3 separate regions of the Mus musculus genome follow, and all the other regions are linked to region 2. The links are chromatin contacts, called in public Hi-C and HiChIP or PLAC-seq maps. All regions are on one chromosome and are shown on one strand. The core of a region is the stretch at or near the end of the contact, and the rest is flanking DNA. Distances in the headings are between cores, read along the strand shown.

Region 1 (3,680 bases), core at 776-3,275, 310 kb after region 2:
TCAGGTGAAGATATGCTATGTCCCTTTGGTTTCTTTCTTTCTTCTTTCCTTTCCCTTTCCCCTTTTTTCTTCTCTTCTCTTTTCTTTTCTTTCTTTTTTGGTTTGAGACAGGATTTCCCCTGGCTGTCCTGGAATTCACTCTGTAGACCAGGCTGGGCTCAAACTCAGAGATCTGCCTTCCTTTGCCTCCCGAGGCCTGGGATTAAAGGCATGGCCACACTGTTTATTTTAAATGATTTTGCATAAAGGTCGGTCATAAATGGATAGCGTAGGCAGTTCCTGAGTGTTCTGCCATTTTATCATTCAAGTGAAATCAGTTATAGGTAGATGCTAAACCTTCCCTTGCTCAGACAAACTAATTGAGCCATAAAGATGAACAACAAGATTGACTTGCCTAACAACTATGCCAGTTAAGAGTCTAGTTACATTCTGTCTCCTAGAATGAAAACTACTGGGAAAAGGGGGGCAATGGGCCAGGCTCAGTGGCACTTGCCACCAAGCCTGAAGACCCAAGTCCCTGGTCCCACAAGGTGGGAGAGGACCAACTCTAGCAAGCTGACTTGACCTCTGCTTGGAAAGACCCCTGTTCCCCTGACATGGAGATATAAATAGCAATGTAGAAAAAAAAAAAAAAAAAAGAAAGTGATGGTCTAAAATATGCTACACACAGAATATTGCAAGGTGCGTGCAAGACTGTCACAAACAGCAACCACGAATTGCTTGGCAAATTTTAGGCTGTATCTTACAGGATCCTGGTCATTTGCTAGGTCTATTTTCTACAGAAAACTTGTCTTTCACAGTTTAACAGTTAAACTCTTTAAGGAGAAACAGATACATATTCAAATTCTTCTACTTTTGTTCATATCAGAATATTGTCTTGTCCTTAAATTTGTGCATTTCTCCCAAAAATGTGTGCCTATAAAACAATGACCTACAACCCCCTGACAGATCTCGGGGCTAAAAATTGTGTTAAGTGACAGAATTCCTCTCAGAAGTGACTTTAAAAGAAATGCTTTCCCCTGAAGCCTGAGATTTGGAATTCCTGATATTCTTACAGGAGAAAAAGGAAACAGCCAACAATAGTATAATGTCGTTTAAATAGGTTAATAACACAAAAAGATAGTACATTTAATTTTATCTGTTCATTTACATATGTGTATGTGTACATATATATGTATATATTTATGTACATATGCACATATGTATGTATTGAGAAGGAAAGACGATATTTAGTATATTCAAGGCTGGTTGGAACTTTCCAAATTGTGTGTGGGTGGTAAGAGGTTAATAGAGAAAACAAGAAATATTAACTGGTGGGTTCAGTACCCCATCCCAAATCCTGTTTGGTATCACAAAGCAAGTAACTAATTCTCAAAAATTATATTTAGTCCGTGAGGAAAAAAATATTTTTCTTTAGCTTTGCCATTCAATGCTAACTCTCGAAGTGTCCAGCTTCCCGAATGCCGATCATTTTTACTATCAGCAGCTTTATGTATTCATGTATTTATTTATTTATTTTGTAAAGACCTAGGGGGATAAATCCAAGCAGGACAACATCATCTTTGCCCCAAATGTCCCCTTCCCCCACGCTCAGCGGCTGCTCATCCTGGCCAGGACCCGAGACAGAAAAGGGTTCCCAACAGTCACCGCCACGTCAGAGAGGCAGAAAACTGGACCAGGCGAGCGCAGACGCCACGGGACGCGACAGGTGAGTGCTCGGCGGGAAAGCCGAAGGCAGAAGGGAGGAAGGAGAAGCCGCTTAGCAAAGACTCCCGGGCGCTGCCGGCGGGGAAAAGCCCGGCCTGAACCCACCGTCCCTGCCCCACCGCGCAGGGCCCCAGGCGGAGACAGCTCTCCCACCATCCCACCGACCCCACTGCCACAGCAGCACACTCCACCCGCTCCCTGTGGGTCGAGGCGACTCGTTCGTAACCCTTTAGCTTCCCACAACGAACCGGAGAAGGCCGCCATCTTCCCGCACTCCTCCGCTGCGGGCCCGGGCGATTCCCTCCTTCCAGACACGCCGGGGCCGCGGCGGCGCGCGCTTCCGGCTCGAGCTCTTCGGTGTTCCGATTCCGGACGAGGATACAGACCCAGGAGAAAGGTTCCGAGGACGAAAAGACCCTCCGGGTGGTTCACTCAGGGCCTGTAGACTTTGCTTTCCCTAATAGCCAAGCCCTGTTATTGATATCCATCTTCAGAGTTACGATGTACCCAGAGGAAGTCGTGTGATACTGAGATCTCAAACAATGGATCAGGCTGTCCTGATAGTAAAACTGGGCCCTCTGACTTCAATCTCACAAGGATGAGCAGAGCCAAGCAGTTTGGGAATGACTTAAGAATACATTGAATTCATTGCCCAGCCAACCAAGACTAGCGAGTGTTCGTAACCCACAGGACCTGTTAAATATTTTTATTGGAAAAATTAGTGGTATATGTTCCTTTCATTCAACCATGTTTAATGTAGCTCTGACATTTCAGGCGTGACAGGCAAATTATTTTAAGTACCCCCTCCCTTTAGAGAGCTGGATCAGTAAAGGGATTATGGCTCATCTCCATACTATGTAAGGGGTGTGTTGGAGTCATCAGATAAACAACTAAGATTCGGGAATGTTAATAGATTATGTAATGCCACAGACAATGGCAATCGGGGATCTACCTAACTCTAAGGACCATTCTGTGCTCTCTGTAGCCTGTCCAGAAATTGGGGAGAAACAGGAAACCTTTAGGCAACTTAGGGCTAGAAGCACAAACTTGAGAGACAGATATCATGGGTTTGAATTCTAGCCCTGCTACAGGCTAGCTGTGCGATCCTAAAATCGTAGAACTTCTCTGCGCTCCAGTTCATTCATCTATAAAATAGATGATAAATATTAACATGAATGGATATATCATGATGGATAGATATGTGATAAGCTCGTGGTGAGTATTAAGTAAAATACATAAAGTGGATGGAAATAGGGCATGCCTGCTCCAAGGTATAGTTAAGAAGAAGGGTTTTGTTGTGGATATGGTAGAGAATACAGTCAGAAGCATCTAGAAAAGTCCAGAGTAGAAAAAATGGTGGCATGAAGGTGGCCAGCAGAATAGACTTGGCCATGAGAGGAGAGAGGGAGGGACAGTGAGAGAGGAAGAGAAGAGAGAAGGGCAAGAAGGGATCTAGAGAACCAAGAACACCAAGAAGGCAAGAAAGACCAAGAGAACCAAGCAAGCCAAGAGAGGAAGAAGAACCAGGAGAGCACATGGCTAAAATGGCAGAGCACATAGCTAAAACGGCAGGGGTTGATTTAGAAGCTGGGGGAGGGAAGGGAAGCCCCTGGGTTGGAGAGGTTTAGGGTAGGAGGGGGGCAGGGTGAGAAGAGCAGAGAGGAAACACAGGTGCTGAGTGAGCTGAGAGGCCATTGTGAGCTATGATATGCGACACCACAGTTAGCCTTTTGTTCCAGGGTCGTTGGGACCTGACACAAAGCTCTTAGAAGTATATTTGCTGTTCTATTATGCATAGTAATAATGTATATGTTGTTCTAATTATCATTATTACATGTAACAGTGTTGATCTGAAGCTCCAAAGGAAAAGGATAATCCATTTAGGCCTGCAGCTTCCCACTGTTAGAAGCAAGCAAAAGAAATGTATTCTAAGTACTACCATTTCACTTTTGACTCCATTTAATCATAGAAAT
Region 2 (3,342 bases), core at 190-2,689:
TTCGCCTCTCTTTTAATATCTCCGCTCTTTTTAATATGGGGGAGTGCTTCCTTCCCGTGGAGAGCAGCAGAGTCGCGCCAACCTCCAACTCTACAACCAATAGGCAAACCAAGAGAGAATGAGCCAAAGGGGTGGGTTGGTGGGGACAGGCAGTGGGAGCCCCCAATCTCTTCTGCAAGCTCCCCACAGCTCTGGAAGGTGGGAGAAAGTTGAGCGTCTCCCCTACTCCCTCCTTTTGTGTACAAGCTGTCTAAGACTGGGAGTGGGAGGGGGCTTGCAGATGCAGGGGGTGGTGTGGCTCTCTGCAACTTTGGAAACTGCCGTTTCATTCACACAAGGCACTGCCTGGGGGAGGGGGGCTGTTCAAGCTGCAGATCTCAGCTCTTACTAGCGCGACTACCCCACTTGCACTAGTTGCTTAAAGGAAGTCCTTGCTCTCTAGCCCAGCTACCAGGCATGGGATTGAAGTACCTTTCATTCCCCTTTTGCAGAAATGCGATCACGGGAGCGCAAACGCTAACGGGGTTCAGGAAACTTTATTAATTATTAAGGGCCTTTCTCCAGTCAGACCAACAACAGGCAATTACATACAACCCTCTCCACCTAGACCTAGAGCCTCAATCTTGGCAGATACCCTTGGTACTCATCGCTGCCTATACCTATACCCTTTCCATTCCCCTTCCTTCAGAGACCTCAACCTCTTCAACAGGCGGGGGGAAAGGCTGAACCCCATCCCTAGGAATGGTGCAGGGTCGCCGGCGAGAATCGCGTCTCCTAAGCCGGAGCAGCCGTGACCTACATTATCACTCAGGCACCTAGCTTCGCCTAACCCCTTTTCCTTCTTTCCCCGCGGCACCTTTTGGAGAACCCCAGCTTGGGGTGGGGACGCACCGGTTCCCAGTCACCTCACACTCAGACAAATCTTGTGGAGCCGGGCGAATTTCTTTTCGCTAAAGCTATTTCTCTGCCTGGGCCAGGGCTGTAAAAGGGATTAGGGCGGGTCTCTTCCAGCCAGGGTGCCTTCGGGTGCTGAATAGGCTTTTCAGGAAAAAAAAAAAAACAAAAAACCCAGATGGTTTTGTTTCGGAAGCAGACGCGGTGTGTTGCCCCCTTACCCCCTCCCCCAGAAAAGCCCGGCATATTTGGGTGCAGGGTGCGGAGCCGCGTCCAGGGGCTTGCCTAGCCGCAGCGCTCCGCCGTTCCCCGGGCGCTCGAAGCTTCGCAAGTACCGCTTCTTACCTCCCGCAGACTGCCGGGGATCCGGAGGCGACTCGGGGCTGGGGTCTCCGGGTGGGCTGAGGGAGCGGCGGCGGGAGGGGGTTGTCCTCCGGCGGCTGCAGTGTGTGCGCGCTTACGCCTGGCTAGCGCTCGTTCGGCTCCAACCCAGTTCCCAGGAGCCCCCCGCATCCACCCAGCGCGTCCAGACAGATGACTGTCACTGGCTGCGCTTTGAAGCTCGGGGGATATTATTAACTGAAAAAATCTGACACACCCGGGGGGCGGGGAGAGAAGGGGGCTGTGGCGCAGACGAGGGGGAGGGAGAAAGGCAGAGGCAAGAGGCTTTTCCCCGCCCTCTTGATTTCCATAAAAATCAGGGGAGGCGCCAAAGCCTTTCGCGCCAAAAGCCATTTGCTTTTCTCTTTTTTTCCGACTCTCTCTCTCTCTCTCTCTCTCTCTCCCTTCCCTCCTCCCCTCTTCTCCTCTCCCCCTCCTCCCCTCCTCTCCTCTCCCCCTCCGTCCCTCCCTCTCTCCCCCTCCCCCCTCTCGTTTTTCAGACTGCAAGCAGCAAAGCTGGGAAACCCGAGGAGTGCTTCCCCCTCCCTTTTGGACCCCCTGGCTTGCACCCGCTGCACTCCGTGTTTTTTTTTTTTTAAAGGTCGCTGGGTGTGTTCTGGGAATGGGAAAAGAGGTTTCTAGCCCAGTCCCTGCGTGGACTGCGCGCGAGTGTATGTTTGTGTGAAAGATGAGCTCCAGGCTAAAGTGGAACAAGGCCTGGTCGAGGGGCTGTTCGTGTGTGATCTCGAAGGAAGGCGACACAGGAGTGCAAAATGGGAGGCCGAGGACGCGCCCACGTAGAAACAGACCGCAGGAGGTTTCTAGTTTCAAATTGAAAGGAAGGGGCGCCCCCCTTGTTTGAAAATAAATAAGTGCGGGCTACGAGGGTGGCGCCTTACCGCTTTCTTCGGCCGAAGGCGACACCTCGCGGAGACCAAGCAGAAAGCGGAGCCGCACCGCCCAGCCTCGGAGCCCGAGTGGGGCCACCCCCGCGAGACAATTAGCGAATCCTTGCTACCGCGGAAGGGATTGTGAAACGCGTGGAGGGACGTCCCCTGAAGTCGCGCCCACCGTTCCCAACAAAAGCCTTTCCGAAGCCAGGGTTGAATTACGGACCGCTGCTTTCCTTGCCCAAATCACTGACTGCTCTGTATACCTCGAGTTCCTACGGATGGTGACATCAAGGAAAGCCATCATTAATTTGGCCTCTTTGTGTCCCATTTGCCTCACTTACGAGCTGGCGTGAACAGAGAGAGCGCGACATCTTATTTAGACTAGAGCAGGGTGCGTGTATTCTTTCCTCACAGCCGTGGGCACATTTCCCTCCCTCCCCATCCCACAGCGTCTCACTTCTGTCTAGGCAAGCATGCTAAAAGGTTTGTTTCCTAAATGTGGGGCTAAAAATAAATGCTCTTGCCCCACAAAACTTTCCAGGAGTAACCTGGGTCCCTGGGTGAAGCCCTTTTTCAACACACATTCTCAGTAGGGTGGGATTTATCCTTAAACCCTTAAGCTTGTTTGTGGGGAAGCGTCTCCATTTCCCTCTAAATTGAAAATGACACCCCTCATTCACCTCCAGCGAGGAAGAAGAGAATGCCTAGAGAGTCAAGGTCAAAATGTGTATTAGCATGTGTGAAAGTCTTCCCATCTGTCCCCGAATGCCTACATAATTCTGGGGACTGCGGCAGGTTCTAGGAAGTAGCCGTGAATGAGGGTGAGCCACCCTTCCAAGGCCTTTCTTATTGGGCTCACATATGTAAAACCCATTACCTTTGCAAAAGCCTTTAACACCCTCATTTTCACACCCCTGGCCTCTTCCAAACCGAGACCTCCCGCTGAATTCTCCCTCAAGATGCTGGCTCTCTGAAAACTTTGCCTCAGATTGTAATTATACATACACAGCAGGGGCTGTATGGTAAGTGTTCCTGGATGCCGCTGGAGGTAGGCTCCATTGAAAGGAACCCTTTTAGACAGCCAGATCTGGCAGGTTAGTTTTGTTTATTAGTGGCACAGTGGGGGAGAGATAGGTGTGGCTCCCAGAACCTTTTCTTTTTGTTGTTGCTTTGG
Region 3 (3,546 bases), core at 722-3,221, 300 kb before region 2:
GGGAGATGGAGATTTCCCCAACAGGAAATACAGATAGTTAAAAACATAATGCAAAAGGCAAGGGTCACTTATCTCATGAAAAATCAAAGAAGACAAGATCAGGTTCCTGGCCAAAGACAAAAGTCAGTAAAATAACTCCTAACAAGGTGCCTACTCCAATTGTCATCAGAGAGGCTTCATTCAGCAACTGATGGGAGAAGATTCAGAGAGCCACAAACCAAACATTAGGGAGAGCTTGGGGGATCTCATAGAAGAGAAGAGGAAGAACTGTAGGAGCCAGAGGAATTGAGGACATCAAGAGACCACTCCCACAGAATCAACTAAGCAGGGCTCATAAGGGCTCACAGAGACTGAAGCAACAATCAGGGTCTGAGATAGGTCTTCTGCATACGTGTTACTTTTGTGTAACTTGGTGTTCTTGTAGAACTCCTAACAGAAAGTGGGGAGGTGTCTCTGTCTCTTTTATCTGCTCCTGAGGCCCTTTCTCTACTACTGGGATGCATTGTCCAGAAGGGACATGAAGAGAGAATTGTGAGGAGTGAAGAGAGGGGTAACTTTGGTCTGGATGTAATGTATGAGAGAAGAATAAATAAAATAAAATAAAATAAAGAGGAAAGAAAGGATGGAAGGAAGGAAGGAAGGAAGGAAGGAAGGAAGGAAGGAAGGAAGGAAGGAAGGAAGGAAGGAAAAAGAAATATGAATTCAATTTACTGTGTGGCATCATTTTGCTACATACACAAAGGCACTGAAGTTCCAAAAATCTGATGGCCTCTAAGGCTGGCCGAGTCAGGGGTAGCTGCTACACTAACGTCCTGATGACTTGCACCCATGAGATGGCTCAAGCCTGATGATCGAGTTAAATCCTGGAACTCACACAAAGATGGAAGGAGAGAACCAACTCTGTGAAGGTGGCCTTCCACACGTACCAGGCACATGTGTGTCCAAACCCACAACATCACTCAGTGATGGTAAAGCAAAATAAAGTTCTGATGAACTGAACAAACACTGCCCTTTGTGGGAACTTATAGAATAGCAGGTGGCAAGGGTCCTTATGTTCTTCCCCAGTTTTCTATTGCTGAAAATTATGTGGATGATACAACTTAGTGAATTTCAGCCATAATTGGAAACACAGCAAATATTTTAAATATTCCCAATTGGAAAATGGCCAACCACACATAATCACATATGTAAATAATAGTTCCTATCAGACACAATAATGTTTAAATAATATTAAATATTTCTAGCATAAAATTTAAAAAGAAAACTTGAGTCACAGATTACTACTTTTAGGATGGTAGGAGTGAAAAGAAAAACACAGAAAGAGACAGAGAGATACTAACTACACTTTCATAGATACATGAGAACCAATTATATTAAAACCTTGTTTAGGGAGTTCAGTGTTTAACCAAGTTCACCTGACCTATTCAGTATGACTACGGACCTCTCTTCGATCAAAAGGGAACTCTGCAGCCTGCAGTGAGAGTCAGTCTTAGGCTACCAGGGCTCATGGTTCTGTGCACATGCTCACAGAATGCCTGGATGGAAGTCTCACGTTTGTCTTTGTGTTGTTTGGGACACTCAGAAGCAAGTCCTGAAGCTTGAAACATCTCCAGGTATATAGTATAGATATTATTTTAGACCTAGTAGGAGATAAAAAAGGGAACAACACAGCCTTATTTGAGGCATTGTCAGTTCTAAAGGCAGCATGCATTCATGCACTGCTCACCACAAAGAAAAAAAGTGTTCTTTAACCCTCCAAGTGTAGTGTCATTACAAGTCATTTCAACCACCTTGAATCAGAAGACCGTATTTACAGCTGATAATTCTGGCTTAGATGGGGCTTTCTAACCACTCTTTGATTTAAGGACAATAGACAATAGCTATTGATTAAACAGCTGTCAGTCTTGGGGCCTCTAGAAACTGACTGAGCAGAGATACTTGGGCATTTCCATGCAGGCCAACCTCTCGAGGTGTTTGCCCCTGCTTAAGACAAGGGCTCTTTAAAATTCAACCACATCTCAGGAAATGGGGAAGTTTCCAAGCCCAGAACTTCCCCCCTGGACTCGTATTCTCCAGCTTGTCAATCAGATGTTCAACCTTCCTTTAAAGTTTAAGCCTTATTAACCTACACACTGGATTTGAGTGGCGATAGGCCACTGCAGACAAAAAGACGCCCTCTCAGGTTCCAAATCCTGTCGTCCTGGTTCAGCTCCCCACCAACTCCCTGGACAGGATGAAAGACTCCCTCACAGTTCTGATCCCTCCAACACAAGCAATGAGAGGACAGTGCTAAAGAAAAAGAAAAGAATAAAAGTTGTTGGAGGCCTTGCTGATTGAGATGTCTTGGAGTGAAAACAGTTCTGCAGCTAACCAGACTCTCCCAAAGCAGGCGGGAGTGCCCAGCCTCTGTCCTCCAGCTCCGTGGTGAGCATGCTGTGCACGCCATATGCAAGATCCGAACCAAACATATAGTTGGCAAAAGTGCCGGTTTCCGGGGCATGCATGCCAGGGTTGCCCAGATACTGGTTAGCTCCAGAGTTAGAAGTGTTCTAGTTAAGAAGATTTAAAAAAAAAAAAAAACCCACCTAGAAATGTCAGTAAAATTACTAGTGGAGATATCTTAGATGTCCAAAAATATGATATGTAAGGCTTGAGAAAGGGGTCAACCTGGAGCAGCCCCGGCCCCAACCCCGTTTTGCGGATCCTACATCTCAGTTTCTTTCTCTTTGTTCAGGGTGGACCTTTCACTTTGGGTCTGAACATCCTTTTCCACCAGGCTTGCTTGCCTCCTCAGCCGCTTTCCACAAATGCTAGCTAGCTGCAAAAACACAGGGACCAGCACACATCCTTAATGACTGAACAAGACTGAAGCACACAGTGTCAGAGATGCAGAGACATACAAAAAAAAAGCCTGGATTTTTCCCCTTCAAAAGCATTTCCTACTTTCTGAAGCTAGGTGCAGCAGCTAGAGAAAGGGGTCTCATTTTCACTGTCTTGACATTTATTTTAACTGTGTTTTAAAATTTCATGGGCTGGCCTATGAGACGGCTCAACTGGAAAAGGTGCTTTGCTGCTGAGCCTGAAAACCTGAATTCATTGCCTGGGACCCACATGGTGGAAGAAAGAAGAGAAACTAACTCCCAAAGCACTCAACACACGTTCATGTACACACACACACACACACACACACACACACACACACAATGTAATAATTTCTCTTTTTTAGATATTAAGATCTCCTTACATTTCTTAGATTGTAGGTAGCATGAAAATAGAAACCAATGGTGGAAGATACTAAAAGTGTATTCATGCTTTAGATTCTTCAAGTCTTGGACACTGTCCCCCAAAGACAGTGGGACTGGATGTTCTTCCAAAGAATTGGAAAAACTCATCCAGGGAACACTATGACCTCGAAATCCCACTTCTACCCCAGGCTTAGTGCAAGAAGGTGAGGGAGAAGCTGAAAACCCACGTGTTATTTTTATCTACTTTCTTCCAATTTCTCCCCTCGGAGTCCATACTACAGACCAATTACTGATGCAGTTA

What was found. A called contact is a pair of places that touch in the nucleus more often than the background predicts. HiChIP or PLAC-seq counts read pairs in DNA pulled down with a chosen protein or histone mark.
Region 1: a contact with region 2 is called in a Hi-C map of embryonic stem cells, with 2.8 times the contacts expected there. The contact joins the promoter of Ddx1 here to the promoter of Mycn in region 2. A contact is called at or near these places in 2 of 39 promoter capture datasets (cranial neural crest and neural stem cells), 1 of 484 Hi-C or Micro-C datasets (embryonic stem cells), 5 of 115 datasets of contacts at active chromatin or transcription factors (embryonic limb bud, embryonic stem cells, extraembryonic endoderm stem cells and 2 more) and 2 of 9 other capture datasets (adipose tissue and liver).
Region 3: a contact with region 2 is called in an H3K27ac HiChIP or PLAC-seq map of extraembryonic endoderm stem cells. The contact joins the enhancer-like site here to the promoter of Mycn in region 2. A contact is called at or near these places in 11 of 39 promoter capture datasets (the C10 cell line, the HPC-7 cell line, Sertoli cells and 8 more), 3 of 15 datasets of contacts at CTCF or cohesin (the NIH/3T3 cell line, embryonic stem cells and large pre-B cells), 8 of 484 Hi-C or Micro-C datasets (Sertoli cells, bone marrow-derived macrophages, embryonic stem cells and 4 more), 27 of 115 datasets of contacts at active chromatin or transcription factors (the 230-238 cell line, cardiomyocytes, craniofacial prominence and 15 more) and 2 of 9 other capture datasets (adipose tissue and pancreatic islet).

The regions. Positions count from the first base shown.
Region 1 is chr12:13,247,149-13,250,828 of GRCm38.p6, forward strand. It overlaps Ddx1 (DEAD box helicase 1), which reads right to left and starts at 2,026. Exons shown (of 26, transcript NM_134040.1): 1 at 1,956-2,026. The coding sequence starts at 1,971.
Region 2 is chr12:12,940,397-12,943,738 of GRCm38.p6, forward strand. Mycn (v-myc avian myelocytomatosis viral related oncogene, neuroblastoma derived) reads right to left here and starts at 1,440. Exons shown (of 3, transcript NM_008709.3): 1 at 1,240-1,440; 2 at 1-90. RefSeq lists an enhancer at 2,211-2,239.
Region 3 is chr12:12,641,335-12,644,880 of GRCm38.p6, forward strand. No RefSeq gene overlaps it. Among named protein-coding and RNA genes, the nearest start is that of Gm34637, 27 kb to the right of the region's middle. Within about 2 kb of position 1,972, at least 12 of the 459 cell types and tissues checked have an H3K27ac peak or open chromatin away from gene starts, as enhancers often do. A contact at or near this core is called in the HPC-7 cell line and extraembryonic endoderm stem cells, where this site is marked.